Regions from separate parts of the Sus scrofa genome. Here regions 1 and 3 are each linked to region 2. Evidence: chromatin contacts called from public targeted proximity ligation data. All regions are on one chromosome and are shown on one strand. The core of a region is the stretch at or near the end of the contact, and the rest is flanking DNA. Distances in the headings are between cores, read along the strand shown. Region 1 holds the start of RHOQ (rho-related GTP-binding protein RhoQ). Region 2 holds the start of PRKCE (protein kinase C epsilon type). Region 3 overlaps LOC110260021 (a long non-coding RNA gene).

Region 1 (3,881 bases), core at 937-3,436, 850 kb before region 2:
GTGCCACACTCAGTGCTAAGCATCTAACATATATGCCCAGGGGAATGGTGTGAATTTTTAAAACTTCATCTTACAGATAAGGAAACTCTACTATGGACATCCCCTAAAGACACTCTCTAAGGCCCTCAGCAGCTCATATGTCCTCAAGATCTCAAGTCTGGACGACACGTGGAAACTTCTGCCTGCATTTTCAGGTCTAATCACAGGGCTGGATTTTGCAAAACTTCATCACACACATCATCTTAGGCCCACAGCAAAAATGGGTCTAGGAGGAGGGTGGCGCTGGGACAGAGACAGAGAGGAGATCTTAATCCTTTAGAAGCCACCTCTAATTTGCAAATAATGGTCCGAGGCTGACGTGTGGAGGGTGCATTTTCTTTCTGCACAATAATCTCTCCCAAGGAAAACCCAGACAAAGTCACCTGGCCTTGCCAGGGAACAACAAAAAAAACTCTTCCTCCAAGATTCACACTGAACTCCTGACCCTTCCTTCTCTCCCTGCCCCAGGGAGTGGCTGGATGGTTGTTTCTTTTCTTTTTTTTTCCCCTGCGGTCCTCTGGTAACACCACAAATTACGTTTTCAGGGACTCGAGTCCCAGAGTGCAATGATGTTGTAATAAACATAACCAGGACCAAATGCCTTCCCATCATATTAGATGATGCCATTTCCCACCAATCAGGCTCCTCTGGCGGGCAGACCACTCACCAATGAGGGACCAGACAAAGGCTGTGAGGGGAGACCTGGTCATCGGCAACTAAAAATAAGGGCGCTTCAGGATTGGCCACTGCCACTTTGCAACAGGAGTTGGGACCCACACGCCAGGCACCAGACAGAAGGCACACACAGGCAAAAACTTTCAGCCCAGGGGTTCACGTGGGGTGGGCTGGTCCCGATGTTGCCAAGGTTTTTTGTTTTTTGTTTTTTTTCCTTTTCCTAATTCGCTGACTTAAAAAATGAGATACTTGATCCAGAGGGAACCTCGCAGACACACCCTCGCTCCTAGACAGTTTCCAAGGCCCTTCGCAACCGTCTTGAATTGGGGAAAAGGAGGGGGGTGTCGGCCAGAAGCCCAGACACTCACCTGTCCGGCTGTGTCATAGAGTCCCAGGAGGTACTGCTTGCCCCCTACGGTGACGCTGACTGCAAGGGCAGAAGTGGGGGCGGGGAGAGAAGCTCACAATTATCTAGGCTCGGGGCGGTTTCGTTCCCCACCCGGACCCTCCTCTCCCAACCCAGCTGGAGGCACGCGGGCGCGCCTCCGGGGATGCCACCCCTTTTCCCCTGTGCCCGGCTCACCGGGAAGTGGCCTGAGGCCGGGGTGCGATGTGGCGCCCCAGCTGCCCAATCTCTTTTCCCAAGTCCCATAGCCACGTTTCCCTCACCCTCCTCCCCCAGGGCTTTGGGAAGTAAGGAAGGCGGCCCTAGGAAGGTCAACGAGGTCGGCCCGGGGCACAGAGGGGGTTAGGAAGTACTGGGCGTAGGGACGCCGCACAGAGGTCGGGGGTGAGAAGAGGGGTGGATCGGGCAGGCGGGGGGCTGCCAGAGGGAAAGCCTGGGGGTGGGGCCCGGCGCCCCGCGGAGGGCGCGGCGGGGGAGGGGCGGGGAGCGCGCGCAGGGGAGGCGGCTAGGGGGCTCAGCCAAAGTTGCTCCAAAGTTCCCGGCCCGGGGAGCGGCCCCTTAGTCAGCACTTCCGAGGCTTACCTGCGTAGTGGTCGAAGACGGTGGGCACGTACTCCTCCGGGAAGGCGTCGTTGGCATAGCTCATGAGTAGGCAAGTCTTGCCCACCGCCCCGTCGCCGACCACCACGCACTTGAGCATCAGCGCGCCGGGCCCGTGAGCCATGCTGCGGCCGGCCGGCCTCCGGGCATGGTCCCCCCGGAGCCCCCGCCCCGGCCCCGGGCTCAGCCCCAGCCCGCCTGGGGGGTCCGCCGCCGCCGCCGCCGCCGCTCCGCGCAGCAGGGCCGCCCCCCCGGCCCCATGCAGCGGCTCCCCCTGCCCGAGGGGAAGGGGCGGCGGGCCCGGGGCGCTGCCGCCGCCTCGGTCGCTGCCCGGATCCCCGCCCGGGCCCCGGTCGCTGCGCCTGCCCGCTGCCCCCGCTGTTCGGCGCCCGCGCCCTCTCCCCGGCCCGGCCTCCCCAGGAGGATCCGCTGGATCATAAGACTGGCCGGCCCCCGGGGAGACGGCAACTTTGGGGAGGGCAGCGGAGGGGAGGGGCCAGGAGGCTCTCCCCGCCCCGCGCCGGCCCAGGCCCCCTCCAGGCTCGGCCCGAGAGGAGGGCGGGCCCAGGCGCCTCCCCCGATCGCGGGCCACCCGCCCGGCGCCCCCGCCCGCCCGCCCGCGGGCTCCGGCGCCCCACGCCCAGCCTGCAGCCGCTGCTCGGCCCTGCGGGCTCACCCTAGCTTGACTCCCCGCGAGGGCTGCAGGGAGGGGGCGAGGAGGAGGAGCCGAGGAAGAGCGAGCGGGAGGAAGGTGAGGCTGGGGGAGGGGGCTGGAGACCAGCACTCGGGAGGAGCCGAGGGCTCCTCGCGAAAGTGCCGGCAGCTCTCAGAAGCGTCCAAAGCCCCCGATGCTGGGAGAAGACGTGGAGGCCTCCTGGGGAACCACGAAGACTGCTACGATGACGCAACAGTCCTGCAAAATTATACATATACATTTAAATTCCACCCGGAAGGCAGGATCCAGCCTATCGGCCTCTAAGTGCACAACAGAACTAGAAATCGGGAAGGAAGAAAGGCCAAGAGAGTTAAAAAAAAAAAAATTTTTTTTTTTTTTTTTTTTTTTTTAAGGCGCGCGGAGTGATGGGGCAGGGGTGGTGGTCCATGAGCTGGAAAGTGGGGACTTCTGGTTTATTGTTTGGTTCCCCCCTCCCACCACCACCAGCCTATGCTGTTCGCAGCAGAGCTTGAATCATTTACTATGAATCTGGTGACTAAGGGAGTTACAGCATCTTGAACCACAGATGCATTCCCCCCCTCCCCCTGATCCGTCAGAAAAGGGAGACTCCGAGACTGTGGAGGCGGCAGGTGTACCTGTGCTCCCCCTACAGGCGACATTCTCTGAGGCCCCTTTATGGTCCCCGTGTCCCTCGAAGGTATTAGGTTGTGGTCCCTGAGGAGTGATACACTCTAGAGCTCTAAGATGTGGCTTATGATCCAAGCGACATCTCCTATCCTCCTGCCTGGGAGAAGCTTTATAACACCCGTCTGGCCAGGTCCCATTCACTGGCCAACAATGCTCCTTCTAACTTTAGGCCCTGGGGGAGAGGGGTGGGGGAAAGAGGATACCCCACACGTTGACACCACGCCCCCCCTTCCCTTCAAGTGCTGACTTGAGTTCAATCGATTCCTTTCATCTCTTCGCAGGATCAGAAAATGCTATTCTGAGAGGCACTGCCGAGGTCAGCTGGACCATCTCTTATATCTCCCTAAGATTGTAGGTAAGCGAATTGAGACACACAGAGGTGAAGTGGTTAGTTATCGCAAAGCCTCCTCCTTGAATTCTAGCATTCAAGGACTTGGAACACACCTTGGGAAATGCTCAGTTGTGTGCTCATGCCACACTTCCCAGGCCTCAACTCTCAACCCCAAATCCGATTTCCACTGTCCTGGAAGATTTCCTGGATTATTGAAAGTTCCTCGTGGGGTCCCACTGAAAGTCTCACCAGGCCCCTCCATTTGTGTCTGAGTGTGGGTATTTATATTGCCAAACGCTTTAGATTATGCAATGACTCTGGAAGATACTCTGTGTGTGCGGAATGACAAGTTAAGGAAGGCAGTTCAGTGCCTTGAAGTTGGATCTTGGTTCAAGGCCAGTCTCCAGTCACTGCCACTTCCTTCTAGAGGGGAAGAAAAGAGAACTTGACCCCTTTGCCACAGGATC
Region 2 (4,098 bases), core at 1,179-3,678:
TATAACTTTAAGCAGGGTTCAAAGCACTGACTTACAATCACAAGCAAAACCATTCCGAGACTACAACACTCGATCCGGATGGATGGGCAATGCATTGGGCAAAACAGCTTGGCTGATGTTTCTGGGACCCTGGAGGGGACTAAAGGAGAAGGCATTTTTCTCCCTATATGTCAGAAGATGAGCTAACCGCCAGGCAACAGAACAGAAAAGAGCTGGCTTCCTCCCTGCGGGAAAAATAAAACGGCTCCTCACTCGGCCACACAGGACAAAGCCAGGACGTGCAAGAAGCCTTCAGTCTAGGGCTCCACGTGCCTCTCCAAGGACAGAGGAGCTCACCCACGCTCAGTCACACACAGCCGGCCCACCACGCGCCTGCGGAAGGCACCGGGTTCTCCGCCAACCTTCAGCACTGGCGGCTCAGGCTCCCAGCTTGCGAGCTCCTCTTAGCACCAGCTGTCTGGCGAGGGCAGAGGGCCATACCCTCTTCCCAAGTGTCATCTCCCTTGCCCCAATGTCTGCTTCTCCCCAACCACAAAGTGGAGTGTGCTTCCTCACGGTAACTGAGACATACACACACAGACACCCCAGATGGCACTAAGTCCCGGCGCCCCACCACCCAAGCCAAGGCCGCGAGGTTTCCCCCTGGACCCCACAGCCAGGCTCCTGGACCTGGAGGCGCCCAACTCACCCAGTCCTCGAAGTGGCGGCTCCCGTTCTGCAGCAGCTCCTCAAATTGGATGGTACAGTTGGCCACGAAGTCGTCGTAGCCGATGGGGGCATCGTGGAAGACAGCCAGCTCGATCTTGCGCCCATTGCACACATCGGTGACGAACTCATCGTGCCAGGCCGGGCTGTTGGTCTTCTGCTTGGTGGCCGTTTGGCCAATGCGCGAGTCGTCCACGTTGAGGGCGATGTAGGGGTCCAGAAGGAAAGTCTGCGGCCGGGGTCCCACCGCATGGCGCAGCGACCAGGCTGTGGGCTTCAAGCTCACGGCCTCGCAGATTTTGATTTTAAGAAGGCCATTGAACACTACCATGGTCGGGGCGGGGAGTGGGAGCCGGGGTCACTCCGTCCGCCCCGAGGGCAGGAACGAAGAACCGACGCCGCGGCGCTCCGAGCCACAGGGACTCCTGGGTCCCCTCTCGCCCCACCCCACACTCTCCCTACACCTTGTAGCGCTGCGCCCTGGCGCGGGCGATTCTCAGCCAGTGCATGTATTTCCTCGCTGGGTTCCTAACGGAAAAGAGGGAGGGGGGGAGAGCTGGGGGATGTCCGTGTTTGGAGCAAGTCTCTCCCCCCTACCACCAGCAGCACCTCCAGAAGAGGAGACGAGCTGTCGGCTTCGCTGCAAGCCGCGGAGGCTTGTCTCGTTGCCTCGCTGGCTCTCCGAGTCCGGGCTGCGGGAAGCGGGCGCCGCGCCCGGCTCTTACCTACCTTTCCGAAACATAATCCCCGGGAAATTTCGACTCCGGGAGGAGAAGGGGGCGGTGGGACGGGGCGGGGACCTGAACCGGGGGCGCAGATTTCAACCCGGATCCTCTTCGAACACCCAGCGCCTGCCTCTGACCGCGCGGGGCGGGGGATGGACCGAGGGATGTACAGTCTATCCGGAGGGATGCATGTCGAGAGGAAATGGTCCTCTTCGGAGCCAAATTTTTAAAAATCCACAAGCCACACGGCCAGCCCGGCCGCCTCCTCTTGGACGAAGACGCGCCGCGCCGCAGTCGGCGATCAGGAGGCGCCAGGAGCCGTGAATCTCACATCCGCGCGGGCTCGGGAGTCGGGGTGGCCGCCGCTCGGGCTCGGGGCGCAGGCCGGCACCGGGCGGTGCGCAGCGCGGCGGCGGGGCCGGGACTGCGACTCGGCGCGGCCCCACCTCCCGGGCGCCGGCGCCCGCCCGCCCCGCTCCCCGCGTCCCCGCTTTCGGCCGCCGCTCGCTCGCCGCCCGCTCTCCCCCTCGGTCTCTTCTCCCTCCGTCGGTGTGCGAGCGAGTCTCCCTCCCTCTAATGCAGGAAATGCGCAAAAGACGTCAGTGTGTGTGTGTGTGTGTGTGTGTGTGTGTGTGTGTGTGTGTGTGTACGCGCGCGCGCGCGCGCGTTCCTGTGTTTGGGGAAATAGAAAGTTTTGCCGGTTGGGGGAGCAATACGGGAAAAGTGAGCAGAGGAGAGGACTACAGAGAGCAGACGAGCCTGCCTGGGTCTCGGCGGCGGGCCGGGGAGCCAGGCGGGGACCCCGCGCGGGACCCCGGGGAGTGGCGGCCTTGAGGGCGGGGCTACGGGCCCGCCAGTTATCCGTACCTGGTCTGTGGTCTCCGCCCGGGGACCAGTGGGTCGCGCATCTCTCCGGGCTCGGCCGCCAACACTCTTTTAGAACCAGGGGTGGAGGAGTGGCGGGGGTCGTGTTGCCGGAGAGGACGCGAGACCCTCCCCCAGCCCCACCTCTACTCGGACTCTGGCAGGCTAGGGCAGCCTGCGGAGTATTGGCCGGTCTGTCTGTCATTCTGTCCGGAGACGCTCCGCTCCACGGTGGTGGGGGAAGGGGGAAAGGGAAGGCTGTGCAAGGTTTGGTATGTGTTTTAAAACATGTATCGTCTCTTCCCATTCTCTGGGGACGTTCTCCCTTTGGGGGTCTGCCCTGGACTTCTCCGGCTGCAAGAACTTGTTGACAAGTGAAAGCTTAGTAGCTCCCTGGCTCCGTTTTGTGTTTGTTTATTCTCTACAAAGTGACTTCATATTTACTCTGGACCTTGCCTATGCCCTTTTGGGGGACAGGGCTCTGGGCAGCGCGCTGACAGCGGCCGTCCGAGCTGCCCGAAAACGGGGCGCGTCCACCGGGATGGCGGGAGGTGGGGGAAAGGGGGGGGGGCGAGTGGCTCTGTGCTAATTTCCTCCGTAACCTTTAAACTCTCGCTGGAAGCCGCGGCTGCGGCTGATCACGTGAGTCGAGCCCTGGGCTGCTGGGGAAGAATTTCCTCCGCGGGGAGCGGGGGACAGGGAAGGCGGCCCGGAGAGGGACGGCCCCGCGCCTGGGGACGCGAACCTGGGAGGGCGGGGCGGAGAGCGCGGAGGTCCCAGGCGCGGCCCTGGTTGGAACCGCCGAAGGACAGAGCTGGGAAGAGGTCATCTCCCCAACCTGTTGTGCAAACGGAAAAAGAAAACCTCGGCCCTCACCCTTGTGCCAAGTCAAGTCAGGGCGTTTGTAGGGATCGTGGTAAGCTGAGTGTTTATCTTGTGAGTCTGGTTAGCGTCGGCCAAAATGTAAAACCTACCTCTCGATCACTTTTTCTCACTGGTAAAAGGTTATCACCGCCTGTGGCTCAAAGGCTTAAAAAAGCTTAAAAGCGAAGAAAGAGGCAGTCCCCTGGAACAACGGGATACCCAGAGCCGCACACAGGTTGCAGAAATGATCAGAAAAGTGCCAAGGTGGTGGTGGCAAAACCTCTCCTAAGGCCTGCAGCCACTGCTCTCTTCCCCAGCTTTCAAGTAATTTCTTGAAGCCCAGCCTCCTGGATGCAGGGGCAAAGTACAGAGAATGCTGGTGTGTAGTCTTAGGGACAGTGGAGACCATTCACATGTTAAAAGCCAGGATATAAAAGTTGTGCCTTCCAGGGCCACTCCCACCAGCTGCAGGCTTATTTTAAAGTCTGTCAGTTTGACAAAGCACACGTGGGATATCTCATTGCTGCTCACGTTTGATTTCTTTGATCATCAGAAAATTTTCCTTCTTGCTTCTTCCTTCCACCATTCTATTCTTATTTAATGCTTCCCCCTTCATAAGGCATGTGATGGGAGACACTGGCAAATAGGGCTGGATCTACAAAGGCATTTGGAAGCAGAGCCAGAGCTAGACATGAGTGAGATGCCTGACAAAGAGGCAGAATTGAAAGGCTACCAACAAACTCAGCCATCAAGATAAAAAATATTTTAATGCAATATTTTTTTAAAAAATCAAAACGAATGTAGAACTCCAGGATGAACATAATATTCAAATTTTGAATAATTTTAAATATCACATTAAAAAATTATTTGTATTGCTGAGTTTATTGGCATCCCTGAAATTTTGTGCCTCACTCCAGCCCCAGCCCTGTGGGGGAGTTGA
Region 3 (4,295 bases), core at 324-2,823, 780 kb before region 2:
CCTAATCCAATCATCTGTCATGGACATTTCGGTTGTTTCCATGTCTTGGCTATTGTGAATACTATGGACTAGCCACCAATCGCTTTAAGGAACTGAGAGCAGATCTTGGCCTGGGGGATAGGTCTCCAGCCATGGCTGGGCTTCCTTCACCAGGACTGATGTCCCTCTCCCTGCAGAGACAGGATTCTGCTATTGCTGCTGGATGGGTAGGCAGCTGAGCCACGCTTGGCTGGCTCTGTTTTGGGATGGAGACCAGGAGTTCTGCCTAAGAAGCGGGGAGAGAAACAACAAAAATGGTAGATCCTTTTCTGGAAGGGAAAAGGCAGCAGGAGGCACTTTATTCCTCAATTCAGACCCTTTCAGACAGCTGCTCAGATGATCGATGGAGACGTTTATTTGCTGCAGTTTCCTTGGAATCACTGATCTCTAGTCACTGCTCACTCCCCTGCAGCAGAACACTGCTAGCATTGTGGGGTGTGCATTTTAATTCTAAGGCAGTTGCAGATGCAAGCAAGACATTGATTAAATGTAGAACTGGCAGGAGCAGATAGGTGTAAGTGCCCACAATAGGGAGTTGGGTGGGGAGGGAGGACCCAGCTCTGTGGATAACCAGTCCCTCCCTCCTTCCGACCTCAGCTTTCCCATCTGTGAAATGAGGGTCCTGGGATGGAGACCCTCCAAGCTCTTCTTGTACGCTGACATCCTGCAATTTATTTTGTGTCATGGTCCCAGCCTGGACCTGGGTTCTGTGGGCAACGGTGGAGAAAACACACAGACTTTTGCCATCTGGAAAAGGCGGCCTCATAATTGGCCATCTCAGGCCTCTCAAGAGCTTCTGAATCTGTCTGGATCAGCCGAACAGAATTCTGGTCGTGTGGGCCGGTGTCAAATTTCACATTGTCCACCGTTGGGCTCCTACCAAAAGTTGGTTCTAAGAAGTAACTCTTAGGAGAGTTGGTCAAAGACTAATTTTCAAAGATTAAAAGAAAAAAATTTTAAAGCAATTAAATCCTTTTCTTCAAAGGGAATTTTATGTGGACATGAGATAAGACAAAGGAAGCTCTGGCTGCTCTGGGAGAGGGAACCCAGAGTCTCCAGGCTCCTCCGTGAATCTGTAGGCTCCAAGGAGCACAGTTTGAAAGTGACCCACCTAAGTGTCAGACAGTCTAATGACACTTGAGGAACAAGTGAGGTCCCTGATTCCACGTCCATGTCATACCTTTGCTTTTAGCAAAAGTGCCCTGAAAACTAGCACACAAATGCCTGGTCTGTATCTGCTGTTGGAGACACCGTATGTCACATCATGTGATGTTCTCCATGGAATGTCCCCACGTGAGGAATTTCTTTCAGCAGTTCTTACTAGGAAAAACTTTATCCACCTAGGAACCAAAATGTCCTTCAAGTCTTTGTGTAAAAAACCCAGCCAACCAACTAACAAGCAAACACGGTGTCTCCCTGAGAGGAGCTTTTCATAACGAGATGAATGTCCCTTGATGCAATTCCCTCTTAGTGCTGTGGGGTAGGTGCCATGGGTTGGCACTTGACATCCATTTAAAACTCCTTCTAATGTGTCTTCCTGTGCCTGAGAGGCTAGCAAGCTAAAAATATCACTTCCCAGATTCCCTTGCTCCTAGGCTTCTGGATTAAATTTCCATCACTCGATGTACTAATGCAGTATCTGGAGGTGGAAATGAAGGGACGTTGTCTTCATGTTGCGGTGATTCTTGCTGGTGACCAATGTGAATCTGGGTGAGGATGTTTCTACAGCTGGGACTCCAGGTCCGGTCACTGGGGTGGCAGTGCCTCACAGATTTTGAGACTGGAGTTTTGGCAGTGTGCTCTTGATTGCAAAGACTCTGCTTGCTGAGATTTGGTTCCCTGCCATCTTGATTCTGGCAGAGTTGGAAGCTCCCCTGGTGGGCAAGTTAGGTGGCAGGTTTATTTTAGTTTTTTCTTTAGTAAGATCTTTATTGGTTGGATCATCCAGAGAGCCTTCTGAGATCACTTTTTTTTTTTCTTTTTACGACTGTACCCATGGCATATGGACATTCCCGGGCTAGGGGTCAAGTCAGAGCTGCAGCTGCCAGCCTGCACTACAGCCACAGCAAAACCAGATCCAAGCTGCATCTGTGACCTACATGGTAGCTTGTGGCAACGCCAGATCCTTAACCCACTGAGTGAGACCAGGGATCGAACCTGCATCCTCACAGAGGCCACTTTGGGTCCTTAACCCACTGAGCCACAATGGGAATTCCTAGGTGACAGGTTCTGGTTGCCATTCCTGATGGCCCAGTCTAGAGCTCTTTGCTCATGTTCTTTCCACAATCCATTCTGTAAGAACTGAATTCCCTGGGTTGCAGCATTTTTGCTGAAAAAGCAAGAGTAGGTTCTGTTTGCTATACTTGAGAACCCTGACTAATGTTCTGCAGTTATCAGGATGCTTAGATCCAAGTCTTTTTTTAAAATGAAGTATAATTGACTGACAGTTAGATCCAAGTCTTGTTTCTCCTTGTTGAAGCGTGAAGGGCTTTGAGCCTCAGTTTCCACATCTAAAGCTGCATGGTCAGGATACTCTCATTATATCATACTGTAATTGTTTCCTTGGGTCTCTCACTATTTGCTTCTGCCTCCCTTCATGGCTAAGAGCTATTCGAGGTTTTACAGCTTACCTAGCCCTTTCCCCTATTATGATCTGACCCTCACAACCACCATGGGAGGTCAAAGGGAGGGTTTATTATAATTACAAGACCACAGGATAATTGCTGCGGTGGAGGCATGTAGGTAGCTGAAGAATGGGCGGAATGCTCTGGGTTGCTTGGGGGAATTGGACGAGGTCTTTAGGAGGACGTGGCACCTGAACTTTGAAGAATGAGATGTCTAAAGAGAGGAAGGCAGGGTGGGACTTGACCAGCAGGGAAAAGCCTACGCAAAGGCTTGGAGGCATGAGCAGGCCTGCACGTCCAGGGGTGATTGCTAGCGTGGGTTCAGGACTGTCTGAGTGGGCTGTGAGGGGGCAGTGGTTGGAGGGGAGGGCTTGGGACTCCTGCCTGCGGGGAGTTGAGACTTTCCTCTGTAGATTGCAGAGAGGCCAGGAAGCAACCTGACTGAATGACCACGCTGACCACATGGGGGTTGGGGAGGGCTGGAGAGGCAAGGTTAGAAGCAGAGTGAGTGAGCAGCCCGGATGGCAGTTCAAGTAAGAGGTGATGAGAGGTGGCCGTGGGGGTGGAAACAAGGGAGCTGGTGATGGATTGGATGTGGAGGATGAGAGAGAGAGGGGAGAGTGGTCTGGGACGACCCCCAGGTCTCGGGTTTGGATAACCGGGTGAGTGGTACTCACCGAGAAAGGGAGCTTGGGAAGGTGGCAGGTTTGGACCATAGAGTTTCAGATTGTCTGGTGACCAGATGATTACAGAGGTCTAAAGCTGTAGACAGGTCTGTCTGAAGGTGTGAGTTTTAGAGCAGTCAGTGTTCAGGTGGCAGGTTGAGACCTCGAGTGGATGCCCTTGTTTAGGGAGAATGTAAAGACTGGGGAGGAGAATGGAGCTGGGAGGACTGTCACCACCTCCAGGAAGAGAAACCTATAAACAGGCAGCTGCAGTGGCGAGAGATGTAGAAGGAAAATGAGAGGAGGGAGGTTCAAGGGAGATGCACTGGTCCACAGTGTCAGCTGGAGGGATATCCACAGAGGTGAGGCCTGGAGAGTTTCCTTTGGATCACTGGTGACCTTGGCAATCAAAGTCACTTCCAACAAATACATATTGAATACCTATTGTGTGCTGTACTGTTCTTAGAACTTGCAATATATCAGCAAATAATTCCATTCTAGTGAGGGGAGACAGCCCATAGAGAAAGAATATAACAAACAAGGGTATTTATAGCATGCTAGAAGGTGGTAAGTGCTGCAGATGAAAAGTCAAACATATTAAGGGGGAAATCAGGCATGATGGGCAGGGGTGGTGATTTTAAATATGGTCCAATGATCAGAAAGTTACAAGTAAGCAAAATCTTGAAAGTGGTGAGAAGCTGACCACATGAATATCTGGGGGTAAGCATTTTGGCCAAAAACGCATATAGCCAGTGACAGTTTCCTCAAGGTGGAATCTGTCTGGAATGGCAAGGAGTCCAGCATGGCTAGGGGTCAGTGAGGGAGAGGGAGTAGGAAGTAATGTCAAGGAGGTAAGGTATAGAGTAGAGGCAAAGCTTCTAGGGCTGGGCAGACCATGGGAAGGACTTTGACTTTGGGTAGTGACTAGAATGTTTCAAGCCAAGGAATGACATGGAATAGCTTAGGC

What was found.
Region 1: a contact with region 2 is called in a targeted proximity ligation map of alveolar macrophages. A contact is called at or near these places in 2 of 2 datasets of targeted methods (alveolar macrophages and skeletal muscle).
Region 3: a targeted proximity ligation map of skeletal muscle shows a contact between it and region 2, with 4 times the contacts expected there. A contact is called at or near these places in 2 of 5 promoter capture datasets (fetal skeletal muscle and liver), 12 of 47 Hi-C or Micro-C datasets (alveolar macrophages, brain, embryonic fibroblasts and 8 more) and 2 of 2 datasets of targeted methods (alveolar macrophages and skeletal muscle).

Annotation. Positions count from the first base shown.
Region 1 is chr3:94,010,474-94,014,354 of Sscrofa11.1, forward strand. RHOQ (rho-related GTP-binding protein RhoQ) reads right to left here and starts at 2,187. Exons shown (of 5, transcript XM_005662574.3): 1 at 1,703-2,187; 2 at 1,083-1,141. The coding sequence starts at 1,844. ATP6V1E2 (V-type proton ATPase subunit E 2) reads left to right here and starts at 1,779. Exons shown (of 5, transcript XR_002342728.1): 1 at 1,779-2,471; 2 at 3,365-3,438.
Region 2 is chr3:94,862,121-94,866,218 of Sscrofa11.1, forward strand. It overlaps PRKCE (protein kinase C epsilon type), which reads right to left and starts at 2,429. Exons shown (of 16, transcript XM_021088295.1): 1 at 2,298-2,429; 2 at 689-1,233. The coding sequence starts at 1,036.
Region 3 is chr3:94,083,943-94,088,237 of Sscrofa11.1, forward strand. All of the region lies in intron 1 of LOC110260021 (a long non-coding RNA gene), which reads left to right. Among named protein-coding and RNA genes, the nearest start is that of TMEM247, 19 kb to the left of the region's middle.